Linked DNA regions of Gossypium raimondii: region 1 is linked to region 2. A link is a contact called in public Hi-C data. All regions are on one chromosome and are shown on one strand. Each heading gives the region's core, a stretch centred on a gene start, on an enhancer-like site or on the middle of the called end of the contact. The rest is flanking DNA. Distances are from core to core; before and after follow the strand shown.

Region 1 (4,024 bases), core at 326-2,825, 140 kb after region 2:
GATGAATCACTTATCAATGTTGTTCTACTACATAGTACATAATCTACTTTTTTTTTAATGATAATTAAGGATTTAGGGAATGCATAAACACATTTTGAGATTTTCTTCTTTTGAAATAAGGTTGGATTTAGAAATAAAACTTACTCTTGTCTCAACATAATATTATACTTGTTTAAAGTATATTCTTTTAACATTATACCTAGAAAATGATTATTAGTATAGTTTAAATTGTTATTAATAATAATTTATTATTCTATTTTTATAAAAAAATATTAAGCTTTGATTTCTTCGAGTCATATTTGGGTTGTGCGATGCTATATCTAGTGGAGGTTAAGGAATGCAAAAAATTGCCCTTTAAAGGGTATTGGATTGTTTAAATCCAAACCTTAAATTATTATTTTTGAAAATCGGCAGGTCGCTTAAATTTTAAATTAATTGACCAACATCTTACCAAAACATTTGAAATTATTAAAACACATATTTATATATAACTCGAGACTCGAATTAATTTATATATAAATATGTGTTTTAATAATGTAAACATTTGCTAGGTAAATGAATGTAAACATCGATACTTTTAATTAAATCATCCTGACTCGAATTTTTAAGTTAAGTTTTTGATGTTTCAGTTCTAATCATTTTACATAAATTTAAGTTATTAATTATTATTATTATTTTGAATTAATCAAAATTGAGAAATCTCAATCAAAGTGTTTATGAATTTTTTGTCGTTATTATAATAATAATATTTTATCCCTTTTATTGTGGTCCCCGCATATCGAGATCCCTCGGATCCAGCCGTGCTACGCGCATCATGGGGTTCATTGCACCACCACTCTCCCCTACACATCACCACATTTTATCAGCCCTCCTCGTATCAATATCTCGTCGCTCCATCTCCTTCCCGATATATTCCATCAAAAATCTCGTCGAACATCTGCCCGACACGCTCTTCCATACACCCGTTTTCTGCGGCTCCGCTTCGTTGCCGACGGATAAGATCTCCCCTTCCCACCGTCCATCATATGGCCCGCATCTCACCCCCACCACGTGTCTCTATCTTAAACGTCCATTAGTTATCCCCACACAAAAATTGATACCCTCATATTTCCTTTCGCTATAATTCTGGTTTAGTCCACGGTAATACTAAAATTTGACATTTAATCATTTTGTTTTATTTTAATTTGATATGATTTGTTATAAATTTTTTACAATATCACCCTAATTGGCTATCTTTTCCTATCACTTGACTTCTTACTCGTACTTTTATAATGTCATTAGTGTATTTAAATTCGATAAAATTGTTTGTTGATATTGTTAGAGTGTTGACGTGAAGTCTTTTGTATTATACGATCATACAATTTATATCACATAAAATTCAATCAATCATGTTTAACCCTTTGCTAATTTAATATAAGTAACAATTGAGGTTGTCAATTTACAAAGTTATGTAAACAAAAGCATAGAGAGATAAAGTTCAAAATTTCAACATAGTAAAGGGACTAAACCTAGAATTAGACCTAATTTGACATGACATATTTAACCATTGTTAAAATCTAACCCTTCTTCTCAACACATCAAAAAAATTTCTTATCCTCTCTCACCTTGTATCTGTCATATCACTTCACTTTCTCTCTCTTTATAGCTCCTTAACCTCTGCTCTCACTGTAACCTTCATTAATGGCGTTTCAGATCTGAAAATGAACTCTAAAGCTTAAGAAAACCCCAAACTTCGGCCAAACCGAAAGGCAAAAAAGAGAAATCTTTTTTTTTGTATATTTTTAATCCAAAAAGGCTTAATTTCTCTTTGCGTGTGTGTGTGTTTGTTTTTTTGTTTCTCTTTCTCGATTTTTCAAAATGCAGAAGAAAACGGCGTATTCGTTCCCCGACGAGATTTTGGAGCACGTTTTCTCGTTCATACAATCGGACAAGGACCGGAACGCAGCGTCGGTGGTGTGCAAATCGTGGTACGAGATCGAACGGTGGTGTCGGAGGAAGGTATTCGTGGGGAACTGTTACGCCGTCAGCCCTACGATGGTGATCAGGCGGTTCCCGGATATCAGATCCATTGAGCTAAAAGGGAAGCCACACTTCGCGGACTTCAATCTGGTACCGGACGGTTGGGGCGGGTACGTACTTCCATGGATATCGAAAATGGCTGGAGCCTATCCATGGCTCGAAGAGATCCGGCTTAAGCGAATGGTTGTCACGGACGAGAGCCTGGAGCTTGTTGCTAAGTCTTTTACGAATTTGCAAGTGTTGGTGCTCTTTTCTTGTGAAGGGTTTTCAACTGATGGGCTCGCTGCTATTGCTGCTGGCTGCAAGTGAGTTTGATGAACTCTTTTTTCACTTCGTTTGTTTGGCTTTTTCTTTGCTTTTCAGTTAGACAAAGAATTGAACCTTGGGTCTTTGTTAGATTCAATTTTTGTTTTTGGTTTTAGCTACATTTCTGTTTTCTTTGTGATTTTTGAGAAGGGTAGAGTTTTGTTCACTTCAAATGCCCCTTTTCCCCTAGGATTCCTTGTTCTTGTTTGCTATACCTAGATTCTTTTTCGGGGGTTGTTTTCCAGATTTTAAACGGTTACGTCTGGGAAACGTGGGCTTTGCTTTTGCTGTATAACGATGAATAATATATTTTGTAAATTGAGGATGTAGGGACTGATTTTCCAAGTTGGTACTGCAGATTCTTATCGTATTTCTTTTTTCAAAATTTTTCCTTTTTTTTTCTATCCTTCTTTGTATGTTATTTTAATTCCATCTTGGGATTTGTTTGTTTTTTGTTCCTAGATTAGAACTTTATTTCTTGTATGGTTTGAGCAATTAGATGCTTAAAGAATATGCAAATTTCTTCTCTTGTAAGTTCAATTGTAAAAAGAAACTTTCTTCTTGATTTTGTATTTGATTTGGTCGATTTTTTTAATTCCTTGTTTATATGAATCAAATCTGGTTTTGTGATACAGGAATCTGAGAGAGCTGGACTTGAGAGACAGTGAAGTGGATGATTTGAGTGGGCATTGGCTCAACCATTTTCCTGACACATACACATCCCTTGTGTCTCTCAACATTTCCTGCTTAGGATCCGATGACGTTAGTTTCTCGGCCTTGGAGCGCCTAGTTGGTAGATGTCCCAACTTGAGGAGGCTTTTGCTCAACCGTGAAGTGCCCCTCGATAAGATTGCCAACCTTTTATCCCGTGCACCGCAGCTGATTGAATTTGGCACTGGCACCTATGCAGCTGAGCTACGGTCAGACGTGTACTCGAACTTGGTTGAAGCTTTTTGTAATTGCAAGGAATTAAAGAGCTTGTCTGGGTTTTGGGATGCAGTCCCAGCTTACCTTCCAGTTATTTACTCTGTATGCTCTAGATTAACATCATTGAACTTAAGCTACGCTCCCATACAAAATCCCGATCTTACCAAGCTTGTAAGCCAATGTCCGAGTTTGCAACGCATGTTGGTAAGTCCATTACTGTATCATTATGCATTTGAATTTATACCTATAGTAAAAAGATTAGGACTGGCGTGAGATAAGACCGTATTGTAAACATTAAAACATTAAGTGGCCTATGGGTCCGATTTAAACCGTGCTGGGAACATGTTCTGATAATTGAATTGTATCTTGCTTTTATTTCTGTTATTTTTCTTAAGCTAGGTTGGTTGTGCTCACAGGTACTTGATTACATTGAAGATAGTGGACTCGAAGTGCTCGCATCTAGTTGCAAGGACCTACAGGAATTGCGGGTGTTTCCATCTGATCCATTTGGGGAAGAGCCAAATGTATCCTTGACAGAAAAGGGCCTTGTCGCTGTTTCTTCGGGTTGTCCTAAGCTACAGTCGGTTTTGTACTTTTGCCGTCAAATGTCTAATGCAGCTTTAGTCACCATTGCTCAGAACTGTCCGAACTTCACTCGTTTTCGTCTCTGTCTTCTTGATCCAAAAATAGCCGACTACCGGACCCTTCAGCCACTTGATGTAGGTTTTGGAGCCATTGTTGAGCACTGCAAGGATCTGAGACGCCTTTCCCT
Region 2 (4,226 bases), core at 1,526-4,025:
CCATAAAAGCACACCAGGTGTCATGTCCTTACAGGCTGCTATTGTTTTTGTTTTTGGTATTAATAATTGAGGTGCCACTAAAGATTAATCCGAATTTAGGGACCAATTCCTTCAATCACGCGAGGGAATGAAAGACATAAAAGAAAGGAAGTAAACCTTATTGGAAATATAAAGTATCAAATCAAAGATTGTCCTTTGCCTTTTTATCCCAAGCCCCACTCATTTTTCGTCAACGGGTCTATTTGCCTTTATTTAATTACTTATATCTTAATTTGGGAAATGAGTATTGTTATTAGGGTTTTTTTAATTAATTAATCTAAATTAGTAGTTTTTACCTTTTTAATTCTCATTCCTTAAAAATAAAAATAAATCAACTCTTGATTTTTCCCCAACATTAATATTTTATTAAGAATTTAAATACAAAACTTAATTTAGAAAAACACAAACATCCTGTATTTTAATTTGGGTATAGATTAATATTTGTATTTTATAAATACCATCCTATTATTAGTGGTTTCAAATATCAAACAAATAAAAAGATATTAGCACTCTTTTTTTTTAATCTAATTGATTTTTTAAAATTTTATAAGTGATTTTATGCCATATACATAAACTTTGGTCCAATGTGTAATATCACACGTGAACTTTGATTTTGTGTAATTTTATACTTTCAATTTTGATTCAATTTTCACAAATCATTTACAATATTATCGAATGAACACCATTTTATATTGATATATTACATAATTAAACAATTATATTATTCCAATATGAAAATAAATGTATGTATTTATTTTTAAAAGCGTACAATTGAATTAAAATTAAAATTTTATGTATACATATGAAAATCAATTCAAATCAAAATTCATGTATCAAATACACATCGTACCAAATCTCATATATAAATTTGACATTTATCCTGATTTTAATTATAATTGTGACCGTAAAGATTAGTAAATCAATTATAAATAATAAACACCAGGAATGGCCTTGACCCTTAGATTATTGGTATAATGCCATTTTAGTCCTTTTAATTATAAAATATTAAATTTAAGTCTTTTAAAAAAAGTTTACCTTTGGCTCCCCAAACTAATAAACTTTTATTTTAACTTCAATAACAAATTCTAGCTTTGTCCACGATAAACACCAAATTATGTCCCACTTATCATACACTTACTAATTATCAATGGTGAAAAAAACTCTGTTGAGTGTATATAATTTCTTTTAAATGGAATAATAATTTTTAAAAATTAGTAATTTAAATGGTCATTTAACTATTTAAAAGTTTTCATTTAAGTTACTAAACTATTAAAAGCATTATTGTATGGCCTTCTCTGTTCATACCACTTGCACCAATTGAAAGCTCCCATTCTCTTTCTTTTTTACAGCTTAGTTTTTTTTTCATGAAACAACTTTGAATGTCATGAATCTATGAACCAAAATCCAAACAAATTTCTTCTCTGATCTTCGGCATTGATCGTCATATCGACTTGGATCTAAGATATATTCTTCTACTTGTCAATGGGTATTGATCGACCGTACTAATTATTACTAGGAGCTCGCTAGCCAAACTTTAAAATAATACTTAACAATCTGTGACTTAAATAAAAACTTTCATATAATTTTGTGGCTTAAATGAGAACTTTTGAATGATTCAGTGATCATTTTATAACTTTTAAAAATTGAATCACCAAAACGTAAAATTACTAATAGTTTATTATTTAAGTGTTGTTTAGCTTTTAGATTATACTTATATCAATTTTATGATTATTATTAATGATTTATATTATGTTTTAAATAAGTAAAGACAAATAAATAAAATATTATTGACTTAAAATTTTCAAAATTTTAATATATTTTTAACATTTCAACTGTATTTGTCTATTATATTACATTTTTTCATGAAACTAAATCAATTTTAATTTAACATGAATTTATATGTGAATTTTTATTTTGAGTTATTTTTATATGCAATTTTGAATTAATTCAATTTTCATAAATAATGATATATTTAATAATATAACCAAAAGTAATTAAACTTTTCGAATCAAAACATGCTAAGGGATAAAAAGATTAGGTCAAATTCTATTATTAATCCTATACTCTCGATTTAGTTTTTGCATTTTAATTTTGTCAATTTTAATATATATATAAATTTGGTCAAATTTAGTCCCTATATTTTTAGATTTTGAAATTATAATATCAATCCAAACGATAACAAGTAAATTTTATAAATAGTCTTGTATTATACATAAAGTTATAGATTTAATTCATGTTCTCCAATTAGATCGATTTTATTTTCTATGCTTTTCAACTTTCAAAATTTTAGATTGACGCAGACTACAATTGTTAAGTCCATTAATTGGTTTTTGCCAATAAAATGTGAAAATAACAAGTTGACATAATAATAATATATTAGCAATACCAAACTTAGAAAATAGAAGAACTTAATGAATTTAACAATTACCATTTAGTCAAGACTGAAATTTTAAAAGTCAGAAGTACATTATTAAAAATGACTAAATTAAAGTGCAGAGACTAAATCTATACCCTACATATAATTGAGGGACTAAAAGCGAAATTTAACCAGAAAAGTCCGTATAATTGTGCGTTTTGGGTACGTGGCATTCTCGAAATATTAGGACAACCACAAGGCCAAATGCAAACGTTCACTGTAGATAAAGTAAAAAAGATAAAATTTGAAAAACAAGTGGCCGTTAGTAATAAATAAATAAATAAATAAATAAAACCTTTTTCACTTGCAAACTCTCTTATACTTAAATGCAACACAACAAATAACTCGTTACGAAATTTAAAACCTCGTGATTCTTAAGAGGGAGAGAGAAATCCAAAGCCGATTGAGATAATGACTGCTCCAGTAATGGTGACCAAAGGAGGTGGCTGCGGTGGTGGTGGCAGTGGTAAGAAGCGACGAGCTAAGAACTCCGAGGAAGAGCAGCAGCAGAACCAGATTTCCGTTGCGGCGTTGCTTTTAGCCGCTTTAAGGAAATCCATGGTGTCCTGTCGTGTTGATGGAGAAGATGAAGCGATGCATTCCGCCGTTAATAACATGGAAATCGGGTGGCCAACCAACGTACGACACGTAAGCCATGTTACCTTTGATCGCTTCAATGGGTTCTTGGGTCTTCCCCTTGAATTCCAAGTTGAGGTACCGGGTCGGGTTCCATCCGCTAGGTAATTTCTCCTTGTTGTTTCTTCTTCTTTTTTAAATATATTTCAAGTGTTTATTTTTTTAAAATACAAATATGAAGTGCTAGAGTGAAAATTTTATGCTCAAAATTTTAAATTGAATTGTCAATTTTTTAGAGGACTAGAAATGCAATTTACCATATTATTTTTTATGAAAATTTTCTTTCTCCTTTTTAGTAACTAGAAACTTAAAAAAGGAATCACCAGAAAGATATGCAAATTTTTAATTAAACTATAATTTCTAGTTAGACCTTTTGCCTTAATTATATTTAACTGTTATATATTTATATATAATTTTATAAAATAATAATCTCTATTTTCTGTATTGATATCTTTTGATTTAATGTTGCAGTCATTTTAAAAAATATCTACCAATATTTATTGTGAAAAAATTTTGGATTTTCAAAGAAATTTTGTTTGATAATTATCTGAAATCAAATTTAGGTTAAATTATCGTTTTGATCCCTTAGCATAATTAGGGCCGTTAATTATTTCTGTTAATATACTAACATGATTTTTTCTTTTTAACACAAAAATACATTTCAGACAAAAGAGGTGCTTTAAAAAAAAATCAAAATTTTAACTAAATTTGAACTATCTAATGGGATTATAAAAAGTGGATTAAATTATGACAAATTAAAGTACCGGGACTAAATCCCAAATCTGAGCATTGTAGAAGGACCAACCAGAATATCCTCTTTTATCACTTTCCTCTATATTTTACCCACGTAGTCCTTAATTGCAGATATATTTTTTCCTTGCAGTGCGAGTGTGTTTGGGGTCTCAGCGGAATCAATGCAATGCTCATTGGATCCAAAAGGGAACAGCGTCCCCACTATACTGTTGCTGATGCAGGAGCGGCTTTATTCACAAGGAGGGCTTCAGGTTTTCATTATTTTCATTTTCGTCCCAACTTTAGTACTTAGTATTACATCTATATGCAATTACCCTGGTTATATGATGTTATTGCTGTTTAATTTGTTCTTGTTTTCAGGCAGAAGGGATTTTCAGGATAA

The links. A called contact is a pair of places that touch in the nucleus more often than the background predicts.
Region 1: a contact with region 2 is called in a Hi-C map of leaf, with 4 times the contacts expected there. The contact joins the promoter of LOC105791422 here to the promoter of LOC105791416 in region 2. A contact is called at or near these places in 2 of 2 Hi-C or Micro-C datasets (both in leaf).

What each region holds. Positions count from the first base shown.
Region 1 is chr8:39,774,425-39,778,448 of ASM2569854v1, forward strand. It overlaps LOC105791422 (protein TRANSPORT INHIBITOR RESPONSE 1), which reads left to right and starts at 1,576. Exons shown (of 4, transcript XR_008198472.1): 1 at 1,576-2,324; 2 at 2,961-3,456; 3 at 3,669-4,024.
Region 2 is chr8:39,633,045-39,637,270 of ASM2569854v1, forward strand. LOC105791416 (rho GTPase-activating protein 2) reads left to right here and starts at 2,776. Exons shown (of 4, transcript XM_012619480.2): 1 at 2,776-3,195; 2 at 3,975-4,095; 3 at 4,205-4,226. The coding sequence starts at 2,867.